2 separate regions of the Callithrix jacchus genome follow, and region 1 is linked to region 2. A link is a contact called in public Hi-C data. All regions are on one chromosome and are shown on one strand. Each heading gives the region's core, a stretch centred on a gene start, on an enhancer-like site or on the middle of the called end of the contact. The rest is flanking DNA. Distances are from core to core; before and after follow the strand shown. Region 1 has its middle 13 kb from the start of CAMK2G. Region 2 overlaps VCL (vinculin).

Region 1 (2,763 bases), core at 74-2,573, 190 kb after region 2:
ATCCAAGTAAGTGACTTGCCCAAGGTCACAGTCAAGAAAGTGGCAATGGCAGGACCTGCACTAATTGTAGAAGGGGGTTTGGGGAACCTAGACCTGCACAACTAGAGGTCACTGTAGGAAGAAGGGAACTCAGAGAATGAAGGGGGAGCCCTGGCTTTCTGCTGATGGCCCTGGGAAATATGGGGCTTCATGGCTTTGTGGCCTGAGGAGTGGCCCCATACGCAGAGTCTGCTGGTGATCTGGGTGTGCAGGGACATCACAGCAGGCCCCCAGGCAGCTTCATCTCCTCTCTTGGCTGGTGGGTGGGAAGGGTTTTTCTGTTCCCTTCATGCTGCCCCCTGAGTCAGCTCCCTGGCATTGCCCTGGCATGTCCTGGGCCCCACGCCCAGGCAGTGAGGAGGCGCTGGCAGATTGCCCAGGGAATGCTGCTGTCTTAACTTAAGCCAAATCCTAATTACGACCCCCTTCCCAGAGGCAATCCAACAATAGCTGCATTGGGGGCTGCAACTTGAAAGCACAGGGTGAGTCTCCTGTGCCCCTTGGGTTTTCTGGCACAAGTGTCACTGGGCACCCACCTTTACCTGATGGCTGCAGCCCTGGAGGGAATGCAGGGAACAAATCCATTTTAGAGACTTTGGCTGAGCCAGGCTCCCACCCCAGGGCCCTGCTTGGGTTTCTGGTCACATCCAAATAGCTACGGAGGGAGTTGCATTTGGACAGAATGGAGGAAAACAGAGCCAAGACTCCAGCCTGAAGCCGCCTCAGCTGTTTCTGGGGCTCTGACTCAGAAGCTGCTTCTCAGGAATGTGGAGCGCTGGGGCCTCTGAGACCCTTGTCCAGGCACACTGGAATGAACAACTGCGTCGGCGGGGGGCATGTTTCACCCTTCTCTGTCTTTTCTGAAAACACCTACACATAGCAACCCACCACTGGGAAGACTGAGCTCCTCCAGGAAGGAAGCATTCCTAGACCCCCTCAGACCCCAGGGATCTATCCCTAGCAATGGCCATGGGCGGCCACAACTTGCACTTACAAAAATGCTGCACTGTGTGGGAGTCTGTCTCTATCCCTCTGTATCTTATCTCCCCAACTCTGTCGTGACTTCCTTGACCTCAGGCTTCCGGGTGAAAAGGAGTGCCCTAAATATCACATTCATCTGACAAACATGTTGACTGAGATAATCTGAGAAAAAGGAAGCAAGAAAGAAAAAAAAGGCAAAGAGAAATCAGTGAGAAAGCAAGCAGGAGGGTCACAACCCAAAGTCTGGGGAATCTGCTTCCCTTCCCAAGCAAAGCTCCCAGGCCACCTGGAGAACGAAGAGCAGGCAGGCTGTGTCCAGGTGGCCTGTACTTCCTTTTCCCCAGCACCCACTCCAACACCAGATGCCTTCAGGTCCACCAGAAGACACTGGAGATCCTTCTACCTCCAGAAAGGAGGGGTTCTGCAGTGATTCTCCAAATGTGGGCCATTTTCCTTTCTCTGATTCTGGCCTGACTTCCTTGCCCTAAAGCAAGTCCCTTGTCCCATGGGATAATTCACAGTGAAATGAGACGTAGAGAGAACTAACCCTGGAACAGAAATCATGTCAGCAGTTTATCACATAATGCATTGATTTTAGGTTTGTGTACCTCATTAGATCATAAGAGCTGGGAGGGTAAGAAGGGAGGTCTTGTTCACCAAGCTAGTCCCAGAGTAGAGCATGCTCCATAATACACAGAAGGTGCTCAGTTGGGTGCCCCATATACATTTGTTGATTTGGCTCATTGAGGGGCACCTGGAGCCTGCCAAAACACTCCTGTTATCTAGCTGGCATCAGCAACTTTTATTCCGGAGCTCATTCCATCTCCAAGATGTAGTGATCTGTTGGAAGAAACCAAAGCTGCAAGCACCAATGGACTGTGGGGCCTTGGGTTCTTAGACAGACTTGGCGTTGAAAATGACTCCTGGGGTGGGGTGGGCTGAGTAATCTGGTAGTGCTCTGGCTCTTTAAAACTGGGTTTAAGGCGGCCTCTAGTGGACAAGCAGAATCACTGCCCGTTTGGGGTGGAGGCCCAGCCTCCTCACCTCTGTGGCTCGCTCTGTCTCCAGGTTCTCCATCCTTGGGCCCAAAGTGGAAAGCATTCAAGATGGCACCACCAGCAACATAAGTGGCCCATACTAGGACAACAGGATCCATCCAACGGACAAACCCATTCAAAAGCACTCACTACCGTACTTAGTGCTTGGCCACAAGCTATGAGGAGGGAAGACAAGGAGATACAAGCAGAAGACAAGGGCTCTGTCTTTAAGAAACCTATGATCTAAATGAGAAGTCAAAACCAAAGTTTTAAGAACGCAAACAGCAAGCCCATATTTAGGTGCCAACCATTTTAAGGGGTGAGTTCAGAGAATCAGTGCAATCTCTCTGCCTCAGTTTTCTCATCTATAAAATGAGAATACTAAAACTTACCCTGTAGCGTTGTGATGATTAAAAGGAGATGGTAGGGAAAAAATATGGCATTATTGTTATTGTTATTAAAGCAATCTATGTTCAACATAAGAAATTTATTTATTTATTTTTTTGTTTGTTGTTGTTCTTTGAAACAGAGTCTGGCTCTGTTGCCCAGGCTGGAGTGCAGTGGTGCAATCTCAGCTCACTGCAGCTTCTGCCTCCCAGGTTCAAGCGATTCTCCTGCCTCAGCCTCCCAAGTAGCTGGGATTACAGGCACGCACCACCATACCCAGCTAATTTCTGTATCTTTAGCAGAGATGGAGTTTCACCAT
Region 2 (2,741 bases), core at 200-2,699:
AAATCTTAACTTATTCGGCAAGACGCACTTTTACCAAGAATTTTTTCCACTTACTTTCTTCCCCCACTTTTCTAGAGGAACCATCACTTTCCAGAAGAATACTGCACCAATGGGGAGGCATGAAACAAGTATGGTAAGACAAAGTTAATTATTTACGGTAGGGGCGAAAGAGGTGAAAGACACTATATGCATTAAACAGAATGGGAACCCAGCAGTCACGGTCAGACAAAAGGTCTGATTAATTCACTGCTTACAGTGGAGCAATAAAAGATGCATAATGATACAAAACTGAAAAAGAGCCAAAATCCTAGTTGCTAATTTCTAATTTCAAGGTAAATTTTTTTCTATTTTTGCAACCAGTAGAAATGATTATTCTTAGAGTATGAGGAGAATTAGAGTGAATGGGAACCAGATTAGGAGGAAGACTTATCGTGTATATCTTTTTGTAGCACTTTGATTTTTTTGAACCATATAAATGTATAACAAAAGCAAAATTAGGTTAAAAATAAACCTCTTTTGCTTATTCTGATGTCATTAGGTTAAAATATAAGCATCTCTTGTTCATTCTGATGGTCAGTAGGTTAAAAAGTAAGCATCTCTTGTTCGTTCTGATGTCATCACGTACTTGAATTGAGCTAATTTAATTTACCTTCTTTCATTTCAGATGAAGTTAGTTTGTAGCATCCTAACAAATTGGTTTTCCTCAGCATAAAACTGGGACCAGCTACAAGACTATACACAGTGAGTACCAGGTCTGTTTCCCAACTGCCTAATCCTAGTCCTGAAAAACTCAACTGACTGTATTTTTTTAATGAAAGAAGCAGCTCTTGATGGCACTTGCACAAAATAAAGCTCAATAACATTTATTCACTAAATGATGGATAGCTTTTCCCTTCTGAAAATAGAGAAACATTAAGGTTAAAATGCCTGTTCCTCCTTATTACTTTTTCTAATCTGCTTAGAAGCAAAGGAAAGAAAATAAGTGAAGAGCTTCGGTTAGGGGAACATGAGGTCATGGAGAACTATAGCTAATTCAGCTTGGACAGCAGTACATGCAGTGAGCCATGGAATGAAGTTAGGAAGACCTTTAGACACACTTCACTTCTGTTTTCCTTTGGATTTTGAAGGCTAGGATTAGTATGAAGGACAGGTGCCTCATCTAAGCTCTCTAGACAGCTCTTTTTCATTATGGCTTAAAACCTCAATGATGCATCTCTAAAAGCAAAATTTTAGCGCCTGCAAAGAAGACTGGTGAGAGAGGCAGATACAGAGATAGCATCAGTTGGAAGTCTCCTTTCCCAACAGCAGGGTCCACAGGTAACTCAAGGGTCACCCAGCTACCTGGGGAATCCTGTTCCTCAAATGAAGTCAGTGGGAAAGACCAGGCCAAAAAAGATCCCAGGAGCCTACTTAAAGAAATCAAAGTACCCACTAAAAATAGGCAGCCTGATAGCCCAGAGTAATGTCTTTCCTTTAGCTTTCCCCAAAGAAATAGCTCAATATGAGCCAGTCAGTCTCCCTAGCACTGCATAGAGTCCTGTATTAAATTACATTCTGACGCACATTCGAGCACAGTGTTACACACAATAAGGCACGGCACACAGCACAAGAAAACCTCAGACATGCTTTTTCTCTTTTTAAGCGAAAAAGAAACTAGAGGGCAAGAGAAAGCTTACCTTCTAAACGTGAGAAAAATAATAAAACAAAAGAACAAAAAAAAAGATGCATAAAGAAGTCATAATAGGGAAGTGAAAGTTGTCAACTATGCAAAAGCAAAATCAAATAAAATATCAGTTAAAATGATTTTACCATATAGATTTAAAATACAGTCTTAGAATCTATTCAAGAACTTAACATCAATGAGAAAATGTCTCTGTAAATAAATCCATAGTTAAAATAAGCTAATTTACTCTAAATAATTAAATTAGCTTTCAGGGCAACAAGAAAGAGGGCTGGTGATTTCAGGACCCACCTTTTACCTTACCTTATAGATGTCCCGGAGAACATACTGCTCTACTGAGTACCCAATGGAAGTTATACTACAAAATCCCCTCTTTAGTTGGCTATCAGCCTTCTGGGTGGCCCTGGAGACATTTGGGTCACACATGGGAAAGCTAGATCTTGAGGACAGTGTGTTCCTCCCACTGCCTGCATCTTGGACTCTACAAGGAAAGTGTAAACTCAAGTATCTCTGTTCCCCTAGACCTGAAAGCTTTGTTCACAGTCATTAAACATGGAGTAGCAGACCAGAGCAGCAGCAACACAAAATCATTGCTGACGGGCTCTAGAAGGAATCCGCCAGCCCCTCTGGAGTCCAAGAAGAGATTCCAGACAAAGGGTGAAGGGATCCCTCAAACTAACTGACCAATATGAAGACTAATATTTTAATTAAACTTTCCTTGGGGAAAATGGAATGATCAAGGGATACATCTAGAAATGCCAAGAGTTTCCTCTGTAGATTTCTCTGGATCAAAGGTTGGTTAAAGAAAAGTTTTCCATAAAGCTCAGAATTACAGGTATATCTGTATCTTACTTAGTCAACTGGGAACAACCACCCATATATAAGGCAGCACTCCCTCTCAGGGGAATATACTCTTCTACCACAGGTAACTCAGAGGTCCAAACAATGAGATTTCAGCCTGAAGGAAAAGCTATAAATCTCAGCCTTAAGCCATTATTTACCCCACATGCCTATTTACTTGTTCTACTTTAGAACAAAGGAATTTAGCAAAGACAGCAAG

The links. Hi-C and Micro-C count contacts between places; a contact is called where the count stands out from the background.
Region 1: a contact with region 2 is called in a Hi-C map of skeletal muscle, with 5 times the contacts expected there. The contact joins two enhancer-like sites. A contact is called at or near these places in 2 of 3 Hi-C or Micro-C datasets (induced pluripotent stem cells and skeletal muscle).

What each region holds. Positions count from the first base shown.
Region 1 is chr12:56,321,233-56,323,995 of calJac240_pri, forward strand. No RefSeq gene overlaps it. Among named protein-coding and RNA genes, the nearest start is that of CAMK2G, 13 kb to the right of the region's middle. Within about 2 kb of position 1,324, at least 9 of the 16 cell types and tissues checked have an H3K27ac peak or open chromatin away from gene starts, as enhancers often do. A contact at or near this core is called in skeletal muscle, where this site is marked.
Region 2 is chr12:56,134,637-56,137,377 of calJac240_pri, forward strand. All of the region lies in intron 6 of VCL (vinculin), which reads right to left. Among named protein-coding and RNA genes, the nearest start is that of AP3M1, 76 kb to the left of the region's middle. Within about 2 kb of position 1,450, at least 1 of the 16 cell types and tissues checked has an H3K27ac peak or open chromatin away from gene starts, as enhancers often do. A contact at or near this core is called in skeletal muscle, where this site is marked.